Linked DNA regions of Mus musculus: regions 2, 3, 4, 5, 6 and 7 are each linked to region 1. A link is a contact called in public HiChIP or PLAC-seq and promoter capture Hi-C data. All regions are on one chromosome and are shown on one strand. Each heading gives the region's core, a stretch centred on a gene start, on an enhancer-like site or on the middle of the called end of the contact. The rest is flanking DNA. Distances are from core to core; before and after follow the strand shown. Region 1 holds the start of Sh3bgrl3 (SH3 domain binding glutamic acid-rich protein-like 3). Region 2 holds the start of Wasf2 (WAS protein family, member 2). Region 3 holds the start of Map3k6 (mitogen-activated protein kinase kinase kinase 6). Region 4 holds the start of Tmem222 (transmembrane protein 222). Region 5 holds the start of Tent5b (terminal nucleotidyltransferase 5B). Region 6 holds the start of Ldlrap1 (low density lipoprotein receptor adaptor protein 1). Region 7 holds the start of Gpatch3 (G patch domain containing 3).

The links. Promoter capture Hi-C pulls out the DNA fragments that hold promoters and counts their contacts. HiChIP or PLAC-seq counts read pairs in DNA pulled down with a chosen protein or histone mark.
Region 2: a contact with region 1 is called in a promoter capture Hi-C map of liver, with 2.1 times the contacts expected there. The contact joins the promoter of Wasf2 here to the promoter of Sh3bgrl3 in region 1.
Region 3: a contact with region 1 is called in a promoter capture Hi-C map of liver, with 3 times the contacts expected there. The contact joins the promoter of Map3k6 here to the promoter of Sh3bgrl3 in region 1. A contact is called at or near these places in 4 of 39 promoter capture datasets (hematopoietic stem and progenitor cells, liver and neutrophils) and 1 of 9 other capture datasets (pancreatic islet).
Region 4: a promoter capture Hi-C map of pre-B cells shows a contact between it and region 1, with 2.0 times the contacts expected there. The contact joins the promoter of Tmem222 here to the promoter of Sh3bgrl3 in region 1.
Region 5: a promoter capture Hi-C map of second pharyngeal arch cranial neural crest shows a contact between it and region 1. The contact joins the promoter of Tent5b here to the promoter of Sh3bgrl3 in region 1. A contact is called at or near these places in 7 of 39 promoter capture datasets (cranial neural crest, hippocampal neurons, liver and 3 more) and 1 of 115 datasets of contacts at active chromatin or transcription factors (pancreatic cancer cells).
Region 6: a contact with region 1 is called in an H3K27ac HiChIP or PLAC-seq map of microglia, with 6 times the contacts expected there. The contact joins the promoter of Ldlrap1 here to the promoter of Sh3bgrl3 in region 1. A contact is called at or near these places in 4 of 39 promoter capture datasets (the 3T3-L1 cell line, liver and pre-B cells) and 1 of 115 datasets of contacts at active chromatin or transcription factors (microglia).
Region 7: a contact with region 1 is called in a promoter capture Hi-C map of second pharyngeal arch cranial neural crest. The contact joins the promoter of Gpatch3 here to the promoter of Sh3bgrl3 in region 1. A contact is called at or near these places in 12 of 39 promoter capture datasets (3T3-L1-derived adipocytes, cranial neural crest, embryonic stem cells and 8 more) and 3 of 115 datasets of contacts at active chromatin or transcription factors (double positive thymocytes, embryonic stem cells and large pre-B cells).

The regions. Positions count from the first base shown.
Region 1 is chr4:134,127,027-134,130,161 of GRCm38.p6, forward strand. It overlaps Sh3bgrl3 (SH3 domain binding glutamic acid-rich protein-like 3), which reads right to left and starts at 1,707. Exons shown (of 3, transcript NM_080559.2): 1 at 1,590-1,707; 2 at 892-1,059; 3 at 380-780. The coding sequence starts at 1,637. The coding sequence ends at 715. It overlaps Cep85 (centrosomal protein 85), which reads right to left. Exons shown (of 14, transcript NM_144527.3): 14 at 2,832-3,135.
Region 2 is chr4:133,129,137-133,132,271 of GRCm38.p6, forward strand. Wasf2 (WAS protein family, member 2) reads left to right here and starts at 1,497. Exons shown (of 9, transcript NM_153423.6): 1 at 1,497-1,592.
Region 3 is chr4:133,239,372-133,242,506 of GRCm38.p6, forward strand. It overlaps Map3k6 (mitogen-activated protein kinase kinase kinase 6), which reads left to right and starts at 1,447. Exons shown (of 29, transcript NM_016693.5): 1 at 1,447-2,060. The coding sequence starts at 1,718.
Region 4 is chr4:133,276,209-133,279,343 of GRCm38.p6, forward strand. It overlaps Tmem222 (transmembrane protein 222), which reads right to left and starts at 1,582. Exons shown (of 6, transcript NM_025667.3): 1 at 1,323-1,582. The coding sequence starts at 1,516.
Region 5 is chr4:133,478,533-133,481,667 of GRCm38.p6, forward strand. It overlaps Tent5b (terminal nucleotidyltransferase 5B), which reads left to right and starts at 1,601. Exons shown (of 2, transcript NM_175307.6): 1 at 1,601-2,031. The coding sequence starts at 1,768. Gm13257 (a long non-coding RNA gene) reads right to left here. Exons shown (of 3, transcript XR_390815.4): 3 at 2,945-3,135.
Region 6 is chr4:134,766,414-134,769,548 of GRCm38.p6, forward strand. It overlaps Ldlrap1 (low density lipoprotein receptor adaptor protein 1), which reads right to left and starts at 1,591. Exons shown (of 9, transcript NM_145554.2): 1 at 1,403-1,591. The coding sequence starts at 1,487.
Region 7 is chr4:133,573,188-133,576,322 of GRCm38.p6, forward strand. Gpatch3 (G patch domain containing 3) reads left to right here and starts at 1,558. Exons shown (of 7, transcript NM_172876.2): 1 at 1,558-2,023. The coding sequence starts at 1,573.

The DNA of each region.
Region 1 (3,135 bases), core at 457-2,956:
AGATGCATGTAGATCCACAAGCTCACATGGATACTTTCTCCAGAGTGTGCACAAAACCAGTGCCACAACTACCCCCATGGACCCAATCTAATACTGCTGCAGCTGTACACGCCCCCATCACCCCCCTACACTGAATCAGTCAGCTCCAACACGGGAGGCAGCCCGGGGGCAGCCACCCTCAGGCAGGCAGGCAGGCAGACAGCAGAACCTACATGGGAAACAGGGTGACTCAGCCATCATGGTCATGTGCTGCCAGCCAGCCATGTGTTCCACACACATACACACATGCACACGCACACGCAGCGGCAGCCCTGGGACAGTCCAAACACCACCAGAACTATCTGCCTCTGCCAGGCAGGGACCCGGACACCACAAGCAGTCAGCACCAGAGGAATGGACATTTAATTGTCTCTAGGGCACTCCTAGGATGGGGATGCGGGGCCTTTGGCAGAGCTCTGGCTGATGGAAGCAACAGAAATGCTCATCAGACAGGGCCAGGCAGAGAGGATGCCCCAAGGTGTGGCTGGGGACAGCCATCGTCAGGGCTTAAGACAATCTTTTGAGACTAGTTGGTGAATAAGGAATGTTGCCTCTGGAGGAAGAGGAGGCGGCTGCGGAAAGGGTCTGGGTCTGGGTTTGCAGATTAGGACGACAAGGAGTTGGTTACAAGGCCTGGTGAAGAGCTAGCTGGATAGGATCGGTGGCCATCCTGACTCAGGCCAGCTTCAGGAACTCCTGCAGTGTGTCCTGCTCCACGGCCTCCACGAAGAGTTCATAGTCCTGAGGAAGGGAGGCAGTCACCTGAGTCGAGGTGCAGGGCACCCCAGTTGTTTGCCCAGGTCTGACCCTGGCTGCAGTCCTCCAACACCTCCCAGAACCCAAACCCCATACCCCACAGTAGTGGTTCCCGTTGACAATCTGAGGTGGGGTAGCTTTGGGGTTGCCAGCCAAGGTTCGCATCTCATCTCGAAGGGCGTTGTCCTGGGAGATGTCCACTAGCTGGTATTGGATCCTCTTCCCATCTAGGATGCGGGTCACCTCACTCTGCTGGGACTTGATCTAGGGGCGGAGGATTGACAGGGTTGGCAGGCAAGCTGAAGGATTTGTGGGAGGAATTCCTTCGGGTGTGAGCAACAGCTTCTATCCTGCCCACTCTGAGGGGAGGTTCTGGCCACTAAGGGATGGGAAGGGTCCAAGGATAGACAGGTAAACTACTAGAGTTTCAGAAAGAAGACGGGCAAGTTCTGTGCATGACAGGGAAGCTAGACTCGGCGAGGGGCAGGCCCTCTCTACAAGACACATCTCCTCCTCCACAGCCGCACAGTGGAGAGGAAGCGGGATTAAAGCGGTCGGGGGTTGGTGCAAGAGAATGGATGGCCCTATACTGGGGGAATGAGCGTGGGCAGCTCACGCTGGGGATGCCGAGGGGCCCTTGGTGCGGGGGTTCAGGCTGGGCCCAGCCCTTGGACCAGACCTGGGAGGCCATACCCCGCACCTCACTGCTTCCATCGTGGGGGCGGCTCCCGGGCGCTGGTCGGAGCACAGAGACGGCCCACCCTCTCCGGGCGCCGGCCCAGGCACACACTTACTTCTCGGGAGCCGGTGACCGACGTGCTGTAGACGCGCAGGCCACTCATGCTGCAGGCGGGGGACACAGACCAACTGAGGGACGGTGGGAGCGGCAGCTGCACGGCTAGGAACTACGCTGCCGCCGCCGCGCTTGGGAGCGGTTTCCTTCCTGCTCCGCCCGCGAGTCACTGCTCTCGGGACCAATGAGCTGCGCAGGCGGGTAAGGCGGGGCCTGCATGACCCCGCCCTGCTCCGTGGCCTGGAGCCGGGAGGACCCCTGTCCTCTGCAGCTACTTGGCTCCCCCACTTCCCCCTCAGCCCCATGCTGGGGACCGGCTAAAAGGCAGAAAAAGCTGGGAAGGCAGGCGGACCGGTTCAGTTAAAAGCTTTCCCCAGTCTACCCGGGTTGTGTACATTCAGTGGCCAAAGCAGTGCCACCCAGGTCTCCCGGTCTCTTAATAGCACAGCTCAGTATGGAACTTTGGAAGGCGGGTCAGTTCGCAAGCTTAGACAGCAAGGGCCGGGGGGAAAGCTGTGGTGGGGCGCTGGAGGGCGGGGAGGGCCAGTGCAGCCAGGACATTTTCTCTAAAGCACCTCTCCACTCAAACAGGCTCAGACAAGAAAGGGGTGGTGGCTGTAAGCGAGGGGGTGGGGGAGCGGCTCACACCCTTCAGGAGCCAGGGGGAGGAAGTAGGCTGCGGGACAGCGAGCGTGCTAGTGTGCGGAGTCAAAGGCTGGTGCCCCGACTTAACCTGGCTTGCACTGGCCCTTGGCACAGCTATTTTTGGGGTGATCCCAACTTAACTCTACCTTTACATTGCAAATGACACCCCACATCTTTGAACTTTAAGAATTCAGCTAATGAGATGGAAGAGAGTCCAGCACCCATTCCAACTGTGGATCAAGCTCTGTCAGGTTCACTATAGGCCCCAAGAGTAGACCTGGGGCTACATAAATAATGGCGCAGGAACAACACAATTCTGCTGCCTGCTGAGGCAAACTGCCTGTCTGCTTCTGGGGAAGTCATTTCCTCAAAGCCACAGAAACCCAGAAGCTGCTGACCTCTGAGAGGTGTGCAACTTTGTAGTGACAACTGGCGGCGGTTGCTCTCTGCAACACAGGAGTGTGGGCAGAGACTAATCTGTCGCCACCCAGAGCAGAAGTGGGAAGACTGAGCCTCCACACTGGATCTGCCTAAACTCACTTCAAAAGAGTCACAGGCAGGCTGGCAGGGGACGCTGGGAGGCACTAGGAAACCGGAGTGTTTGTTAAATGTTTTATTCTGTAATCAAAATAGGCAATACAAACCAGTCGACTTAACAAAGAGTCATATAAATAACTTTATAAACTTTACGAAGAAAAATACCCGTGAGCATGGAGGCTGGGCTCCCGATAACAGGGTGGAAACCAACCAGGAAGCTCTGTTTTAAGGAGGCAGCAGCCCGGAGGCTGAGGGGATGGTCAGCTGGGTGTGATTACTCTGAAAGGTAAGCCACTCCATAAGAAAACATAAACTTGTTAAAACACTGGCAAAGCGGCCCCTCAGGCCCTGGAGGTCCATGGTGC
Region 2 (3,135 bases), core at 247-2,746, 1.0 Mb before region 1:
GTGACCAGAGTGAAAGAAACAGTCACCCAGCACCCTTAGGACCATCCTGGCCTGTTAAGGGGATGAGAAAAAAAAAAGCCATTTTCAGGTGACAAGATGTCACAGAGTAAGAAATACAGGAATAGATGCTAAGTGGTGTAGGTCTGAGTTCTGTGGTCATTTCCAACTAGCTGGGTGGCTGCGGGAAAACTGTATCAAGTATTCAGGGTGTTGTATGTGTGCGTGTATGTTGTATGTGAGGATGGACCAGTGCAGGCCAGAGAATCACCTCAGGTGCTGTTCTTCAGGCAACTTTTACCTTGGTTTTAGTAACTGGCTCTCTCATTGGCCCAGTCTGGAGGAGCAGGCTAGGCTAGGCTGGGCCTGTGAGCTAGAGCTCTGCCTGTCTCTGCCTCCCCAGCGCTGCGAAGTCAGTATCATCGGGCCTGTTAGGCTTTGTTTGGAATCTGAGTTCTCAAACGCAGGTCCTCATTCTTTCAAAGCAGCACTTTACTGACTGAGCCGTGTCGTGTCGTGACCTCCACCCCACCGCCCTCACACCGTGCACCCTTTTTGAAAGGAAGCAAAGAGGGAGGCAGACGTGGCGGTAACAAAGCCTGCCTAAGATCCATTCTTCCACAAGAGGCCAATACCTGCTCTACAGAGATGCTCTAGTATACTAAATGTGCTAAGCCGGACTCGTCACGTTGTCACCCAGCCGCAGCATTTTGTATTCTATAAGTCACTTGGGAGTGTATTCTCAAACTGCCCACCTTCATGGACTGGGACGTGCCAGGGCCTACTGCATCTATTTTGTAGAACAAAGTGAGAACTAGGTAGGCAGCAGTTGTCCGAAGTTGCAGAGTGAAGTGACAGGTGTTTGGCTCACCTGACAGTGGCCTCTCAGAACTAGCTCCCAATCTCAGGATGCCAGCTTCACCCGAATACCTATCCTTTGGGGTGAGCTGAAGCCTATGACTCACTCGCCCCCACCCGACTTTCGGTCCCGCTTGGGACAAGGCGTGAAGGGACAGAACGATCTGCCACTTGAGGGGTGTCTACAGAAAGTTCATAGGCTCGGCCTGTTCTTTACACAAAAAACAGGCTGGCTCTCTGGACTCTAATAAAAATAAATCGTGTTTCAATACATGTTAGCCGAGGTCTTTCCCTGTCTTAGCAGATATTTTTGTACTTAAACTTGGGCGTCGATGTACCTTTAGTCCCATCTCCACTTCACTTGGTTTGTCCTCGCCTCTGTTTACTCCGATTGCGGAAGTCGCTCGGGTGGAGTTCCCGGGACACTACCTTTGAATACGTCTTTTGCGTACTTATTTAATTGGCATTGGATTCAGACCAATGGGATAGCTGGGGGCTCCGGGCGGGTGGGGCAGGGAGCCAATCAGAACGGTTGGCGGGGTGTGGCTGCGTCCCGGGGCGGGGAAATCGCGTAATGGCGGACTCAGGCCGGTGGAGTGCGGCTGGGGGCGTAGCGCGCTGAGGGGGGCGTCCGGCTGAGTAGCAGCCCGCGAAGCAGTAGGCTGGAGCGTTCTCCGTGGGGACGCGGACCGGCTGCCCAGCCCTTCATGTCGCTGAGGGCGACTGCGCGAGGTCAGGTGAGCAACAAGTCCCCCTGGGCGCGCCCGGCTGTGAGAGGCGAGCGCCGGCCCGGCCACCCCTGCAAGGGTCCGGTGGCACCGGGTGTCTGCTCTGACGGTCGCTGGTGCGGCTCGTGTGTTGTCAGCGCCGTGGCGACACCTCAGGGGTGGTGGTGACCCAGAGTGCCCTTCGGAGACTAGGGAGGGTCGGCGAAAGTGGCCCTACCACCAACCCACTGTGTGTTCTTGAGCAAGTCACTTCCGTCTTCGGGCCTCAGTTTACCATTTGTAAATAGACTTCACCGAAGCCTGTGAATTGGGTCTCAGCAACTCCCCGAGCTCCTGGACAAGTTCATCTCCAGGCTGAGCCTCAGTTTCCATATTTGGACCATAAAGTAATTGAGGTGCTCTTTGGGGACCCTGGCTGCTAGGCTGGGGGTAGGGACATTGTGGAGGAGTGTGTGAGCACGCGCACATGTGCACAGAATGAGCCCTACAGAAAGGAGCCTTGGCTTACGGGCCACTGGTACCAATGCATGGGTGCTACCCAGATCGTGACAGGGAAGGGCTAAGTCCTGTGGTCCTTTGAGATGAGGAAATGTTCATAGATTCAGAGATCAGGGGTTACCCTTGGCGTTTAAGCCCAGCACTGAAGAGGAAGAAAGCCAAGGAAAATGTTAATGGTTGTCCTACTATGTGCCAAACCTTAGGTATAAGTGCTTGTTTAGTTTTTCCAGCTGTCCTTGTAAGTTTACTGGTGAGGAAGTCAAGTAGGTTTCAGAGAAGTAACTTGCTCAGGGTGACACCGGAACGTGTGGCACTTACCAAAGTGAGGGTGTTTCCTCTGGGAAGCACCGGGCGCGCAGGGATAAGTTAGTGTTCTCTTACAAAGTTTGCTTTGTCATAAATGGAGGGAGGGGTCTAGCCTGGAGAGTTGATTTCACTTTTGGTGTGGAGACAGGCTAGGTCTTAAGCTCAGGATTATTAATTATAAGCCCATCTCCTTTTCTTGCTTTGTGACTAAGGAAGGGCCATTTCTGAGTGTTAAAAATCACTTCGAAGTGTGTCAGGACAGCAGAGGATTCCGTTTGAGTCCCAGGCAGGTGTCACCAATATTTGTTGTATAGAGACATGAGTTTTGACTCCAGGTGGTGTCATCAGAGTGTCTTTCTCTCCTCTGTACAAAGGCTACATTTTATTGGGAGGGAGAATTTATCCATCTGTTGTATAATTTCTTTGGGTTCCTTGGGGCTAAAGTTTCAATGGCCTGCCTGTGTTCAAGTGTAGCCTTTCTTTCTTTGTTCTTTCCTTATCTTGCAGATGAGTAAAGGCAGTGGACTTTGAGTAGGAGTAGCTGGGTACCTTAGCCCTTAAGTTTTCCAAACCGCCAGAGCTTTGGGTTAATCAAAATAGCAGGTCCAGCTGTGGGTATTGTTCTCATGTGCCAGTGTTAGGGAGGGAAATCCGAGGAGGAAGTTGCTGAGAAAGAGGGCGTTTCTGAGCTGTGGAGCCAATATGTATTTTCTTTGTTTGAAATTCTAAAACCAGAAAAGCAGCAGCT
Region 3 (3,135 bases), core at 197-2,696, 890 kb before region 1:
GAACTTCTAATCAGGAAGACGAATGGGTAGGACTTCTCCGGGCTTCAGATCCTAGAAGGATGCAAGAAATGCTAGGGGGCAGTGAGGTGAGAGATTCAACCACCCACTCGCAATCCTCCTGGGCCCCCAAGCCCAAAGTGGATGCATCTGAGGACAGCTTTCTCTCACTCTTTGTTTGCTGTTTGGTTGGTTGGTTGATTTTATGAGACAGGGTTTCACTCAGCAGCCCTGGCTGTCCTGGAAACTCTGTAGACCAGGTTGGCCTTGAACTCAGAGATTCACCTGCCTCTGCCTCCTGAGTGCTGGGCTTAAAGACATGTGCCACCACCACTTGGTTCCCATTTGTTTCTTGTAAGTGTGTTTTCTACCCAAACCTCTGTAATGGGCCACATTCTCCCTTTCTATTGCTCGTCTATCCCATTGGTTCAAACCTAGGAAGATATATTTTTTTCCTTCCATGAGACAAGAAGGCTGTGAAACAGAGGCTTCCTACCGTTTGTTGAAAGGTCCATTTGTCCAAAGCCCCAACATATTATTTTTATAAAGTTTTAGTTTTATTTCATGTGCATCTTTTGCCTGTAATTATATATGTGCACCATGTATGTGCTGGGCGCCTATGCAGGTCAGGAGAGTGCCAGGACTCCCCTGGGCCTACAGTTACAGATGATGGTGAGCCACCATGTGGGTGCTGGGAACCAAACCAGGGCCCTCTGAAAGAGCAGCAAGTGGTCTTTACAGCTGTGCTGTCTCTCATGCCCAAGCCCTACCATAATAAACGATTATGAAACATGGCCCTAACCTCAGAGTCTCAAAGTCTCATTTCTAAGTTCAGGGCCCTCTAAGGTTTATAGCAACTTAGATTCATACTATGATGTTAAAGCTTCTTGGTGAATTTGAAGCCGGGATAACCTTGTAACCCAAAAAGCGGAGACTTCTGGAGTTCCTTCAAAGGGTAGATAGGAAGTTTACCGTAGAAGTGCTTTTCAGCTCCATGGTCAAGTTTCGGGTGGACCAATAAGGTCCACAAGGTTTCACTGCAAGAGAGGCTCTGAGGAAAGCGCTTGTCAACATTCTGACCCCTACCAGCAGGAACATTACATGTGCCGCCTACACAATGTTTTGCTCCCCCGTCCTTCCCCCGCCCAGTGTCCATTCATTTACCAGGTCCCTGCAGGGCGGGGCTGTCCTGTTTCCTATCCCTGGGCTGGGCACACGTCTTACGAGCGCTTGCAGTAAGCAGTCAACAGTGTTTGGCCCGAATAGGGGCACAGGCTGTTCCGGAAGTGGACAGTGTCAGAGGTTCTAGCCGGAGAGGAGGGAGGGAGAGCCGCTGGGGAGCCTCATTGCCCCAGGGCCGAGGGTGGAGCCTTTCCCAGTCGGGAAAGGGCTGGGCCCAGCCTACATGTGAGGGCAGGACAGAGTGACTGCCAGCGCTCCCTTGAGAAGTCTGGGTGTAGCACGCTGCCGGTTGACTTCCCAGGACTCTTCTGTGACCTGTGAGCCGAGGATTACTGGGTACCCCAGATTCCCAGAACCCAGTCCTGGATTGCAGATCTGTAAGGACCGTGAAAGATTGAGCAAAGAAGTCTTTCTGGACTTAAGAGTTCCGGAACAGGACGTCCAGCCCATCTCCGGATCCCGACTGGATCCACACCTTCAGCCTCGTGCCCTGTCCCGGGTTCCCCGCGCCCGGGGCCCCGCGCTTGAGCGCCCCCGCATGGCGGGGCCATGTCCTGGGGCCGGGGTTCTAGAACGGGCGGGCAGCTGCTGGCAGGACCCGCTGGCGGAGGCGCTGAGCCGGGGCCGCTCGTCTCCTGCGGTCACGGGTCGGGGCTGCGCGCGGAGCCGGCCTCTCAGTGTGGTCTACGTGCTGACCCGGGAGCCGGGGCTCGGGGTGGAGCCCGGGTCGGGAACCGAGGCAGAGCCGCTGCCGTTGCGATGCCTGCGCGAGGCCTGCGCTCAGCTCCAGGGCACACGGCCACCCCCGCAGCTACGCAGCCTACCCTTTGCGACGCTGGCGCTAGGCGACACCGCTGCGCTGGACTCCTTCTACAACGCGGGTGAGCGTCTCGGGGCGGGGCTTGAGTCTGGGCGGGGCAAGGGGCGGAGCTTTAGAACCCTGACGGGGCGGGTGTGGGTACCAGGTCTAGGGAATTTACGGTAAACTAAAGCCGAACTTGAGACAAGGCAGTAACGACAGGGCATTTAGTGGATTATGGATGTGATGGGCTTGAGGCTGGATCTGGGGATTCAGGCCTGGCTCCGGAGTTTAAGTATCTTTCGGTGAGCGTGGTGCCAAGCAGGTGGGGCGGAGCAGGCGAACTCTAAGGGCGGGGCTGGGGAGGGGCGGGGCTGAGGGAGGGGCAGAGCTGCGCTTCCCTGCGTAAGCGGGAGAACTCTTTTTCAGGATGATCTCACGTTGGACTTTTGAGGGTGAATCAGGCCTGAGACGGAAGTTCGGTCTATGGCAAGGGGCCATCTCTGCAGGATTGGGGTTGATAAGTCCTAGCATACTACATCCCACATGGGACTAAAGGGGCGGGAAAGGAAGTACTGAGGCAACTCTTCGGGACTGGATTATAGGAGAAAGGGATTGTATTTGGAGACTAGGAGTCGAAAGAAAATGGGTGGGGCAGGGGTGGGTCTAGAGGAGATACAGGGAGTCCAAGGGTGAGGTCGGAAGATAGCTATTCCTCTCTTTCCCACCTACCGGATGCTCCACCTCATCCCTATTTGTTTATCTCCGAGTCAGAGAGCCTTGTATCCTGGACATCTGCTAAATTGTAGCTTAAAAATGAAGGCTGACCCGGTCAGACCACAGATAAAGTGGAATCATCTGCGTTGACTCATACAGTCCCTCCCTTGCGGACATTGTCACTTAAAGATGGCTGGATACAGTAAGCTACACAAACACACATAAAAGCACGACGTTGTCTTCACACACGATGATGCAGATCACCCTCAGGACCCTGGCTTCAAGACTGGAGAGATGGCGCTGAGGTTAAGAGCACTTGCTGCTCTTCCCGAGGACCCGAGGTTCCCAGCATGCACACGGGGTGTGCATGCTCACAACCACCTGTAACTTTATCTCCAGAGGATCCTGATGCCGCTTTCTATCATACACTCACACCAACA
Region 4 (3,135 bases), core at 332-2,831, 850 kb before region 1:
TGAAGGTTTTTTTACATGGTTAACAAGGATCCAAACTCAGGTTATTCACAGAAAGCACTTTTACTGACTGAGCCATCCACCCTGGCCCAAGTAGCTTTACATACTTTAAAAATTAGGGTCATTTGATAGATGAAATGGCATACACCTGTAGTCCCAGAACACAGAAGGCAGGGGGAACAGGGGTTCAAAGTCAGGTTGGGCTACGAAATAAATACCAGACCAGCCAGGGCTACATATCAAGCTCATGTCTCAGTCAAAACCAATAAAATAAATAAATACAAAATCGAAAGATTAAAATGATTTGAAGATCAGAAACATTTGAGACTAAAAATATTCCTTCTCCACACAACTTGGCTCTGTTTGTTTGTTTGTTTGAGATTGGGGCTCACTATACATGCCTGGCTGGCCTGGAACTCCTACCATATAATTCAGGCTGCCCTCCAACTCACAGACATCTGCTTGCCTCTGCCTCCAAGTGCTATGGTTAAAAGTATGGATCCCCGTGCCTGGTAGCTGATTTTGATAGAAGGAAAGAAAAGAGTACCTCCTCAGGTGAGAGGTAGGATGCCACAGCTGAAAGATGAGTTATATATAGTCAGTGAACTAACTGGCTTCTGAATATCTTCTTGCTGGGATAGTCAACGGACCAAGACGATGTTACAAAGGAACTCAGCTTCCCCATGGGGGAAGGGGATTTCTACTACAGAAAATAAAGCTTGTAAACTGTCCAGACTGTTAGGATTAAGGTAGGAGGGTTGTAAGCTGCATTCTTCCACTGGGAGGCAGATACCTAGGTCGCTGAGACTGCTTTGTAACTCAAATGATGTAGGGGGAAAAACGCCAGCACGGACCTCCCAATGCTGACATTCCACGAACCAGTGTGGCTTCGATCAAACACTCAGTTCTGTTTCTAAAGGCGAAACGTCTTGTGCATAACAGACGACAAGTACGCGCTCGTTTGCTCAATGAGTGAAAAAACAAAAACAAAAACCAACGGGGAATGAATGACGATGCCTCTTCAGACAATGATTAAGGGTCTTTTCTGTACGCCTGCAGCTTAAGGGCGTGCTAATGACCAGATCTTTGCTGCTGATCTACACTTCTCCTCCTCTCCAGTTAGACCTGGGGGAACCAGGGCCGGAACTATGCCCCACATCCAAGGGGACCGCGCACCTCATAGGTGACGAGAGCTCTAGGGGACTGGGGGCTAGCCTGGCCCGGAGTACGGGTTGCTGCAAGTCTGGGGAAAAAAAAGCTAGCATGGCACCCCGGAGGATGCTCGGGCCCTCGGCGACTTCGCGCTGACATCGGAAGACACTCACGTGAGCACCGGGATGGGTGTCCACACCACGCAGTAGGGGAAGCGGCTCCGCTCCACGTCCATGACAACGCCACCGGACCCGTGGTACTGCTTCATGTCCGTCTCGGCCCCCGTCGGCGTTTCTACTTCCGCCATCCGAGGAGGGGGCGGCGGCGGCTGTAACAGAAGCGGAGAACTCCCTTCCGCTTCCGCCATCCCGCGCGCGTCCCGCTCGGGAAGGCCGACCGCGCCGCCGCTCGCCCCTGTGTCATCACTTCCGGGAGGCGGAGTGTCCTCTCGGTCGATCTTCCCCCGGGGAATTGGAGCCTTGTCCTTCTGGGCCCGGCTAGTTTAGCCTCTTTCCCGTGTTTGTAGCGGAGCATTTCCGTGGACCTCAGGAAGCTCTCAGTCGAGCCCCGGGAACCCACAACCAACCGCGGTTCCGCATGCCGGCACGTGGTGCAGGCACTCTTTATTGATCACTTCTTAGGTGCCAAGCATGTGATATTCATTGGTACTACTGTCTATAAACTGATTAGACGTGCAAATTTAGTTGTTTCCCCCAGAAAACAAATCAGAGACAAAGGCTCTTAGAAATGAAGTGAGCAACGATTCAAACGCAAGTCTTTGTAGATTTCCTTTGTCCTTTTTAGTCTGTGGCATGAGTTACATAATAGTCTGTTACGTGATGGTGTAAAAAGGGAGGTCAAACTAAAATCTTGGTGTGTATGGGAGACACGTACACTTGGTGTGTATGGGAGGGAGCAGCCTTGGGCCTGGGGAGAGCACGGATGCAGAAGTGCCAAGACAGGAAACTTGAGGTCACTATGTGCAGTAGAGAATATCATCCAAGACTTATCTAAATCTCTTTATTGTTCGTGTTTTGGGGCACATGTTTGTTTTTGTTTTGAAACAGGGTCTCACTATGTAGCCCTGTCTGTCACTATGTAGACCAGGCTGACATTGAACTCTTAACTCTGCCTCCCAAGTGCTGGGATTTAAAAGGGTACATCACTAAGCCAGGTCCTTTTTTGCTTTATAGAAAACTCGGCAGTTAGCACTTGTCTAAGATCACACTCAAGAACACAAAGTGGCCAGGCTCCAGTCTTGGAATCTTTTGATTTTTCAGAGGGATAATCAGAGAGACATGGAAGTGGAATGTTATGCGGTGAGGAGTGGGTGGGATGGGTTTGGAAGACAAGAAGGGAACCAGGCTATAGGAAGGTGTAAGAAAAATGAGGCAGAAAGGCAAACAGATTGTTTCAACAGGCTGAGACTGAGACTGTTTTATTGGAACAGCGGGCTGGAGGAGATATATATATGTTACAGCTCCTCTTTGTGTGTGTGTGTGTGTGTGTGTATGGTTTGACTGGGACCAGAGTGGGGGTTGTTTTCCATACTCAGGCATATTGTTTCTGCAGGTGAAGCAGACCTGTCAGATAGGGGCTAAGCACTTCATTCTGGCTAGAAGCTATGGCTTAGTACAGCTAGATTCAATTCCTCATCACCTAAGACTATTAGCCAACAGAAGGTGTGGACAAATGTTTAGGGAAGGCAAAAGCTATGCTTTTGAGAAGGTTTGCTTCCATGAAATGAGTCTCCTTTAATAGTAACTTGCCAAAAGCCTGCGGTCCTGATAATTTTTTTTTGTTTGTTTTTGTTTTTGGTTGGTTGGTTGGTTTTTCGAGACAGAGTTTCTGTGTAGCCCTGGCTGTCCTGGAACTCACTCTGTAGACCAGGCTGGCCTCGAACTCAGAAATTCGCCCTGCCTCTGCCTCCCATGCCTCCCAAGTGCTGGGATTAAAGGTGTGGGCCACCATACCCGGCGATCCTGA
Region 5 (3,135 bases), core at 351-2,850, 650 kb before region 1:
TAGTGGTTGTATGATTTTGGGCACTCACGACCTCTGGAGCCTTGGTTTCTTAATCTGCATATCTAGAAAAATGATCTCACCTGCTGAGGCATATTCTCAGGAATGAGTAGTTACATATGTAACATGACTTAGTGCATAGTAGAGGTTTAAGAGAAGGTAAGTTTCCTTCTCCCCTCCCCCACGTCTCCTGGAGGCTCAGAGGGAGAATGTGTCAGGGGCTATGCTGTGGCTTTGTGGTGGCTTGTGTTGGTTTGGGGGCTTGGGGATTAGACCCAGGATCTTGCACTAGGCAAGCATTCCGAGCCACTGAGCCAAATCCATGTGCAGGAGAGTATTATGCCTGGACCTCAAACGCTTTCATCAGTAGCCTCGGGGATCTAGAGTTCAGAGACAACTCAGTCAAAGATCTCATTTTTATTTCCCTCGTTTTGTGGCACCAGAGGTTGAAGCCTGGGTCTCCGGCACACTAGGCGAGCAATTGGTCAGCGCTTTATATCTCCAGCCTGTTGATGTTGTTGTTGACAGGGTCTCACTGTATATCCCCGGCTGACCCAGAACTCAACAGGCAGACAAGGATAACTGAACGTCTTATCCTCCTGCCCACACCACTGGAATGCTGGGGTTACACATCTGGTGGAACACACGGGGCCTCCTCCAGGGGTTTTTAGAGTGGCCTGAGGCTGGGGCCGGCTTTCAGAAAGAAGAAATGTGTGTTCTGGTTTGAGGCAGGTCAAGCTGTGCCCTGACAGAAACTGGGGTATAGTAGCTGTTTCTAAGTCCTGGATTCTTCTTCCCTGTCTTTTAATCCTTAGTCTGCCTTTTAGGAAAATGGAAGGCTACAGAATTTGCTATATTATTATTACGAGAATGACAAGAAAAAAATACTGCGGCGATGAACAGGGCGATTCGATTTCGATTCTCCCTCCTGCCCATGACACATATATTTAAAATCTGAAAAGGAGGAGGGGATAAGATTCAAAAGTAGCAATAAGCCTCGGCCTCTATGATCTGTAGAGAGAAAGAGAAAAAAAATAGTAATATCCATCCCAGAAAAACCCTGGGTGGGCCCAGATGGAGCAAAGAGCTACATAGATCTTTAAACCTCCATCAGGACCATAACTGACACTCACATGCTACATGATGATGGGTAATAACGCCCTCTCTCTAAGCAGATTTCACCTCACCTAAGATGGAACAGGTACGCCAGGCATGCGGTAATTCGAAGGGCCAATCAAAGGAATAAATTAGAAAGCGGCCGGGCCGCCTTGTCAACACGGCAACATTACTCTACACAGACCTCCCTCGACTTCTGCCGCTGGAGGGCGCTGTCCCTCTAAGTCCCGGCAGGCTCGGGCCAATCGCAAGCAGCAGCTTCTTTAAAGACCAAAGGAGGGAATTCGGTCCGAGAGAGGGGGCGGGGAAGGGGCGTGCCTTTCAGCCAATCAGAAACTCCTGAGAGCCAGCGATTCCCTTGCAAAACTGTGTTGGCCCGTGATAGGGGGAGGGACAAGAGGAGGGCATCTCCTGCTGTGTGACAGCTGTGCTGACCAATGGGCGTGCGGCCCGCGGCCTATAAGTGTCAGCTGGGCCCGAGCCGCCTGGCTCTAAGATCTGTTAGTCCTCCCTGCCGTCGGGGGTGTTCCCTGGGTTTGCCTCGCCGCCGCCGGGTCCCCGCACCCCGCCTTGGCCCGTGCACAGCCACTCTCCCTGCCCTCCTCGCCTTCACCATTCCCGGGTTTCTGCCGTCCAGGCACCGGGGCCGGGTGAATGATGCCGTCGGAGAGTGGAGCTGAGAGCCTGGAGCAGCCAGCTGCGCAGGTGGGGACCGGTGCAGCCTCGGCAGTGGCCACGGCTGGGGCGGCCGGCGGCGGCCCGGACCCGGAGGCCTCCTCGGCCTCCCTGGGACGGCACCAGAGTCGGCTGAGCTGGCCACAGGTGAAGCGGCTGGACGCGCTGCTGAAAGAGCCGATCCCCATTCACGGACGAGGCAACTTCCCCACGCTGAGCGTGCAGCCCCAGCAGATCGTGCAGGTGAGGGGGACCCTGGCAGGGTCGGGGGTGGGGTGGTGCTCTGCTGCAAGGTACCTGGAGTCTATGACTGGCCGGGAAGCTAGGGAAACTAAGAAACAGGAACCCGACTACTAGTTCAGCTCTTCCTGCACCCTGCTGAGCTTGCCTGCTTGCCGTTCTGGGGACCTCTTATTCCCTTGGGAACCACTCACCAAGACCCTGGCTGGGAAATGGGGTGGAGATGGAGGAGGCACTAGATGGGACATCGCCCTGGCAGTCGCCAGTGAGGAGGGTGTGTACCTGGTTCCAGAATAGCTTTTCTTCTTCTACCTCACATCCTTGGACCTCCTGCACCCTCAGGGTTCTAGGGCACTCTGCCCTTGTGTTCCCACAACCCTTAGCTCAAGAAGCCTTGGCTAGGTGAAACAGCCCAGAAATTCCTGGGAAAGCTCCCAACCTCCCACGTGTTGCGGCCAGACCGGAGACCTCACCCCTTTGAAGATAGCATCAAATTTCCATTTTAGGGGTTCCTTCTCCCTTAAGGCTAGAATGAAGGCCGGCCCAAGGTTCAGACCCCAAAACACTATCTCCCTCCTGAGGATCAGATTCTGGCAGCTGCCCCCCTCCCCCATCAAACTACAGCTCTTTTAACCTAACCCTGCAAGACCCCAAACTTGCTCTTTCTGCATACAGCCCGAGCACTGTGGAATTCTGAAATACCAGAGGATGCCCGTTCTTATACCCCATTCTAACTGAGGCCTCGGGTGGGAGGGTGAGCTACCTACCAAAGGCTATCCAGTGAGGTGGAGGTCAGGTTCAGGGAGGGAGTCCTGGAGCTCCCCAGGAACAGATGGTATCTGATCAACAGTTCCTCTCCCCCCCCATCCCCATCCCACCCCACTCCCCAGATTCCCAAACTCAACATCTAGTCCTGAAGTCCCTGTATAATGAAACCCAGAAAAGTTAGCTAGTGCTAGTTCCTGTGTGTTCCTGTCAATCATGGTCTTTCCACACAAGCCAGGTAAAGCTGGGCTTTATCATTCCCCACCCCCTTACTACAGCCTTCCACAGAGAGGGAGGGTGGCTGTTGGGGGACGGTCAGTCTTGCCCTCCCTCCCTAGGAAC
Region 6 (3,135 bases), core at 341-2,840, 640 kb after region 1:
TGACTGTGAACTTCTGATTTGTAGGCTTCCAACTCCCTAGTTCTGGGAGTACAGACACGAACCGCTACACCTGATTTGTTTAGTGCCGATACTGGAACCAAGAACTTAAAGTACCACGGGCTTCCTGCAAGCTAAGGCAAGCATCCTACCAAACACAACACACACATCCCCAGCCCCGCAGGAATTTTATCCCTATTTTCCAGGATAGGAAACAGAATCACTAAGAACAAGTGATCGGCCTTAAGGCTGGAGCTGGAAGGGAAACTTCTCACCATCCAAAATGTACCCTGATGCCCTAGATTCATCCCCTGCTTCCTGGCTCCCTCCCCTTCAGACCTCTTCCCCACCCACCCTTCTCTCTCTTGTCCCAGTAGAAAAACCACAGGGTTCGTCCACTGGAAGAGAAGGTCACACTCAGAAGCCCTGGTCACATCCCACGAATTTTTGAAGGGCTATTTTGGTAGTTAAGTGTGGAAGTCAGTACATGCCCTGCCCAAGGGGCCTCTGACCCCACCCCCGCCAGTAGGCACCAGCACGCGTTCCCGATGCCAGTCAGGGCTAGGAGGAGCCCACAACTGGAACACCACAGTGGGAATGAGGAGGGGCAGGGCGGGCTCCCGAGGCCCAGACACGCTGGCGCTCCAGGGACTAGGAAACTCGGGCTCCCCTGGTGGAGCCCGGCAAGGGAAGGTGCTGACGAGAAGCTGGGGGCGGGGAGGGGGTACTGTTAGTGGGAGAGGTGGGGGGCCCCAGGTAGGTGGCAGGTGAGGGTGTGCCGCGAGCCCGGGTACTTTGGCTTCACATCAGAAAGGGAAGGCCTGGGTGATCATCCCACGCGAATGAAAAGGGAGGAGGGACCTAAGCTAGGTTTCTCAGGCCTCGGGGGAGGGTGCCAGGTGACGGCTCTCCGAAAGTAACCCGAGAGGTGGCTGGGGGAGGCTCCTCTCCACCCTTCCAGACTCCCGGGAGAAATGGCAGCGAGTCTGAGTCTGCCTTTTGCCTAGGTGCCCAGGGACTCGGACCAGCCCCCAAGGAAAAGTACGGAGGAAAACAGGGTTTGTAAATAGCCTGGGCTCCAGCCTCGCCACCTGGACGCGTCCAGAGGGGAGGAAGCGGGACCCTGAATGGCACCCGGGCTGGGATCGCCCCTCGAGGCAGGGACCTGCGAAACTCCAGCGTCCAGAGGGGACCCTGTAGGTTGTGCTGGAGTGGGTAGAGAGGCTCTAGACGTCCCCTTCGCGCCACACCTGGGGACCCCGAGTTAAGCCTGATCCCTGTCGACCTGCCCCAGACGTGCAGCCGGACATGACCCCCGGCCCCGCCGCGCGGGGCGGGACGAAGCCACCCAGTCCACCTTGGCCCGGAGCTCGGCGGAGGCCCGACCCGGGGCGCATACACTCACTGCGGTGCCGGCCGCCCGCCCAGCTCTGCTTGGCCAGACTGGGGCTCCGGATTAGCGCGCGCCCCGCCGACTTGAGCGCGTCCATGGCCCGCTCCGGTTGTCGCCGCCGCCACTGACGCCGCTACCGCCGCCAAAACTCCTCCAGGAAAACTTTCCGCCGGGCCAGGCGGCGCGCGCCCGCTGCGCTCCTCCCCCGCCCTCCCCGCGACGTCTAGGGGCGGGGCCGGAGGGGCTACGCCCACCGCCACGCCCCTAGAGCGCAACCCCGCCCTTCCCGGACCTGGACCGGCTCCGAGGCTGCACGCGCGGTGTTCCTAAACTCAGAACCCACCAAGGCTCCCAGCCCAGCGCCTTTCCCCGTTCTCTAGCTACGGGATCCCATGGCCTTCTAGATAGCTCAGCTAAAAGGCACCTGGATACCGTTTCACCGATGGGAAGAGTGAAAGGTAGAACGATAAGGGTCTTGTTCAAAAATAAGAGAAAGAAAAAAACGATAGATGGGAAGGAGAGGGTCGAGTGGATAAAGGCACTTGCCGCCAAGCTTGACAATGATCCCGGAGACAACACGGTAGAAGAAGAGAATCAACTCCTGCAAATTGTCCTCTGACCTCCTGGCGCTAACAGTGGCACCTCCCCCATTGCTTACATACACAAAATAAATGTAAATAATTAAATAAATATGAGTGAGGGGCGCACCAAAGCAATGGGAGTCTTTGAACGAGGGAATGAAGGCCGCGAATTTTGCTGGGAAGGATCGGGAGTGTATTGGTAGATGCCCTTAGCAGCTTTCTTAGCTGTCCTCTGCCCCCACAGTCTCAGGGACATTGCAACCTTAGACGCAGACTCAGGCATGCTGTGTGACCCAGGCTGTCCTTCCCTGCTCTGAGTCATGATATCTGTCAAATGAAGCGTGATCCTATCTGTAGTGCACCCACCGGCCTGTCTGGGCAGGCCCTCGGTGTGTAGCCTTGCTCTAGCCTGTTTCCAAGGCAGCACCTGCTCCAGCCCCAGGAAGCTGGTAATTTAACTCTAGAGCCAGGAGCGATGGCTCAGACCGGTAATCATAGCGCTCATGGAGCTGAAGCAGGAGGATTCCTGCAAGTTCCAAGGCATCCTGGGGTATAGAGTGAAACTTTGTCTCAGAAAACCCAAATAACAAAGAATTCTAACTATTAAAAAAAAACCAAGAAAACAAAACAAAAAACCAAAAAACCCGCTAACCCTTGGTTCAGACTGTGCCCAAAGGAGTCTGGCGTTCACTACCTGGCTTCCAGAAGCTGGGCTTCAGCAGCGCAGCTGTGACCTCTGGCTAGTTTCAGAAGCCAGCAGATCTCTTCTGGCTGGGAGACACACATGCTGTGTGCTCTAGCTGCCCAAGGAGGCCTGGCTCACATTCCACTCTTTCTAAACCTCCTGTCTGTTCCAAGTGCTCCGCCTGAGTGGACAGTACAGCCAGCCATAGCCTCCTTTACAGCAGGAGACACGACATACCTGTGGTTCCCCAAGAGTCAGAGAGTGATGCCTCAGTGGGAATCCTAGTGGGGGGCATGGTCTGGCCATTATAAGTTTCAGCTGTAAAGGAGGCAAGAAGACCTTTCCCATGGAGCTGTCCTGTGTGACTGGAGTTAGAGGCGATAACTCCTGCCCCTGCCCTCAAAAATCCACCCACCTTCTCCAGGAAGCTCTCCTGGACCACTGTCTCTGGGTTAGATTTCTCCCCATGGGCTCCCATT
Region 7 (3,135 bases), core at 308-2,807, 550 kb before region 1:
CATCTGAGCAGAAACACCTACACCCACCATCAACCATCAACTGTATAAAAATTCTTAGAGAGGGGTGCGATCTCATGAGCCTTCCCCCTCCTCCATGACAGGAAATTGAAGGGCCTACTTTTGGGCAGAGTTGCACTCGCTATGAATTTAAAAATGGATCCAGGGCTGGTGAGATGGCTCAGTGGGTAAGAGCACCCGACTGCTCTTCCGAAGGTCCAAAGTTCAAATCCCAGCAACCACATGGTGGCTCACAACCACCCGTAATGAGATCTGATGCCCTCTTCTGGAGTGTCTGAAGACAGCTACAGTGTACTTACATATAGTAAATAAATAAATCTTTATAAAAAAAAAATGGATCCAGAGGCTCCAACGCCCTCCTCTGGCCTTCCTGAACACTGCACACAATCACAAGAGCTATACTGTTTGTTTGTGAGGGACTCAACGCCTTGTACGGAGGTCGTCCGAAGCTGGCAATATGGTTTTCGCCTATGATCTCTGGGAATAGTTTTCGATGTCTATGCATGTATTTGTACATTTAAAAAAAAATCTTTTTGAGGGCTGGAGAGATGGCTCAGCGGTTAAGAGTACCAACTGCTCTTCTGAAGGTCGGGAGTTCAAATCCCAACAACTGCTTTGCAACCATCCGTAATGAGATCTGATGCCCTCTTCTGGTGTGTCTGAAGACAGCTACAGTGTACTTACATATAATAAATAAATAAATCTAAAACAAACAAACAAAAAAACCAAACCAAACCAAAAAAAATTTTTTTTTCCCTCGAGACTTCTCTGTGTAGCCCTGGCTGTCCTGGAACTCACTCTGTAGACCAGGCTGGCCTCGAACTCAGAAATCCGCCTGCCTCTGTCTCCTGAGTGCTGGGATTAAAGGCGTGAGCCACCACCGCCCGGTTTGTTACAGATAATTTTATGTGCATGAGAATTTTGCCTGCATGTATGTATGTGCAACACGTATGTGCCTCTAGAGGTCAGAAGAGGGTGTCCAATCTCATGAAACGAGTTACGTATGGGAGAGTTCCCTCGTACGTGGGTGCTGGGAATCCAATCCAAGTATTCTGTAAGAGCAGCGAAAGCTCTTAATTGCCGGGGCATCTCTTCATCTCCCCCGTCCCGCGCCCTGAGAAAGGCTCTCTCGACATAGCCCCGTCTCAGTCACTATGTTGACCAGGCTGGTCTTGAACTCACGCACACCTGCTTGCCTCTAACTCTCAAGTGCCGGGTTTAAAGGCGTGAGGCACCACGCCCGGCTGGGTTGGTACTGTAGAGTCCAGTTTTGCATCAGACCTCCGCCACCTCCCGCTCAGCATCCCGGTGCTCTACACTGGTTCCTCCTTAGAGCCTCTCACACGCTGGACCAGCTATCACTGAGCTACAGCCCAGCCCATCGCACGAGTTTTCCATCTTCTGTGGAGCTGGAAACACAGATTCGGCCCAAGAGCAATTAAAACGAAACTTCAAGTACCAAACGGTCACCGATGCCACATTGACCAAACTCCAGCATCCGAGACGTGGTGCTCTCGCGAGAGTGGACGCCAAGCAATCATGTGACAGGCCAAGATGGCGTCGCCCAGGGAGCTGGACGAAGAGTCGCCGGTTTACCTGGTGGTGAGCGGGATCCCTGCCGTGTTACGCTCGGCTCAGTTACGGAGCTACTTTAGCCAGTTCCGGGAACAGCGCGGCGGAGGCTTCCTGTGCTTCCACTACCGGCACCGGCCCGAGAGGGGCCCTCCGCAGGCGAGTCCCGAGGCGGCCCGGGCTGGCCCGGACCCCGCCGCTGAGGATCCGGTTCTCGCCCAGGCTCCGGCCTCCGATGCCCGCGCTGTCCGCGCCCGGGGCTCTGCGGCAGCCCAGACCCGCACCTGCTGCTGCGTCGTCTCGGTGAGGGGAGCGGCGCAAGCCCAGCGGCTGCTTCGCATGTACTCCGGTCGCCGGTGGCTGGACTCTCAGGGGACCTGGCTTCCCGGTCGCTGTCTCATCCGCAGGCTTAGGCTTCCCACCGAGGTTTCAGGTAAGGGGGAGAGAATGGACCGGACGCACGGCCCTTGGAAAAGAGGCGCATTGCCTGGGTGGTTAAGATAGGTTATCACTGTTTAGAGCTTAAGTTAGTTCTGGACAAAGCTACAAGTTTTCAGCCCAATCTGCATGTTTTTACTCAAGGACTTACAAGGCAAAACAGACAAAACAACTGAGATCTGTATAGATAAGTTTCAAATGTATCCCCTCTTAAGGACCATTTCCCTAAGGGTGGTGATTTTTGTACTGACATGATTTCTTAAAAAGGATATTTGGAGCCCGGTGCGCTAAGGCACGCCTTTGATCCCAGCTCTCAGGCGGCAGAGGCAGGAGGATCTCTGAGCGAGCGAATTCCAGGACAGCCAGTGCTACACAGAGGAACCATATCTTGAAATGCACAAAGGAAACTTGGTTTCTTCTAATCTAACCTAGCGACTGGAAGACAGGCTCTGCAGAGGAAAGAGCTGGGGGCAGCAGAGAGGGGCTGGGCACAAGTGTGTCCATTGGGGAAAAGGAAGCCAGGTGTTTTAAAATGCCAGATGGAGAGGTTTAAATAAATTATTTTGAAACAGTTCATCCTAAAGAGTCATTAGCAATAGTGGTGGTATATATGCCTTTAGTTCTAGTGCCTGGGAAGTAGAGGCAGATGGATCTCTGTAGTTCTAGCCTGGCTTGGTCTACAAAGTGAGTTCCAGGACAGCCAAGACTATCTAGCTCTGACCCTGTCTCAAAAGTTAAAAAAATAACATACAAAACAAAAATGAAAAACTGGTATCAGCTCAAAGTTAAACAGTTTCATAGAAAGAGGTGTGTGTGTGTGCGTGTGTGCGTGTGCGCGTGTGCACACACACTCGAGTGCATATGCCGGCTATGGTTTAAGCAGAATCTTTAGGAGCAATGTCTTATCAAGACATACAGCATGAGCTGCCTCTCTATGTGTGTGTCTCTCTCATGTAATCTATGCTGGCCTCAAACTCTATGAAAGTTCCAATGACCTTGAGCCAGGTGTGGTAGTGAACCCCTTTAATCCCAGGAAAAGCAATCAAATTTCTATATTCAAGGCCAGCCTGGTTTACATGTCTAGTTTCAGACCAGACAGGGTCTGCC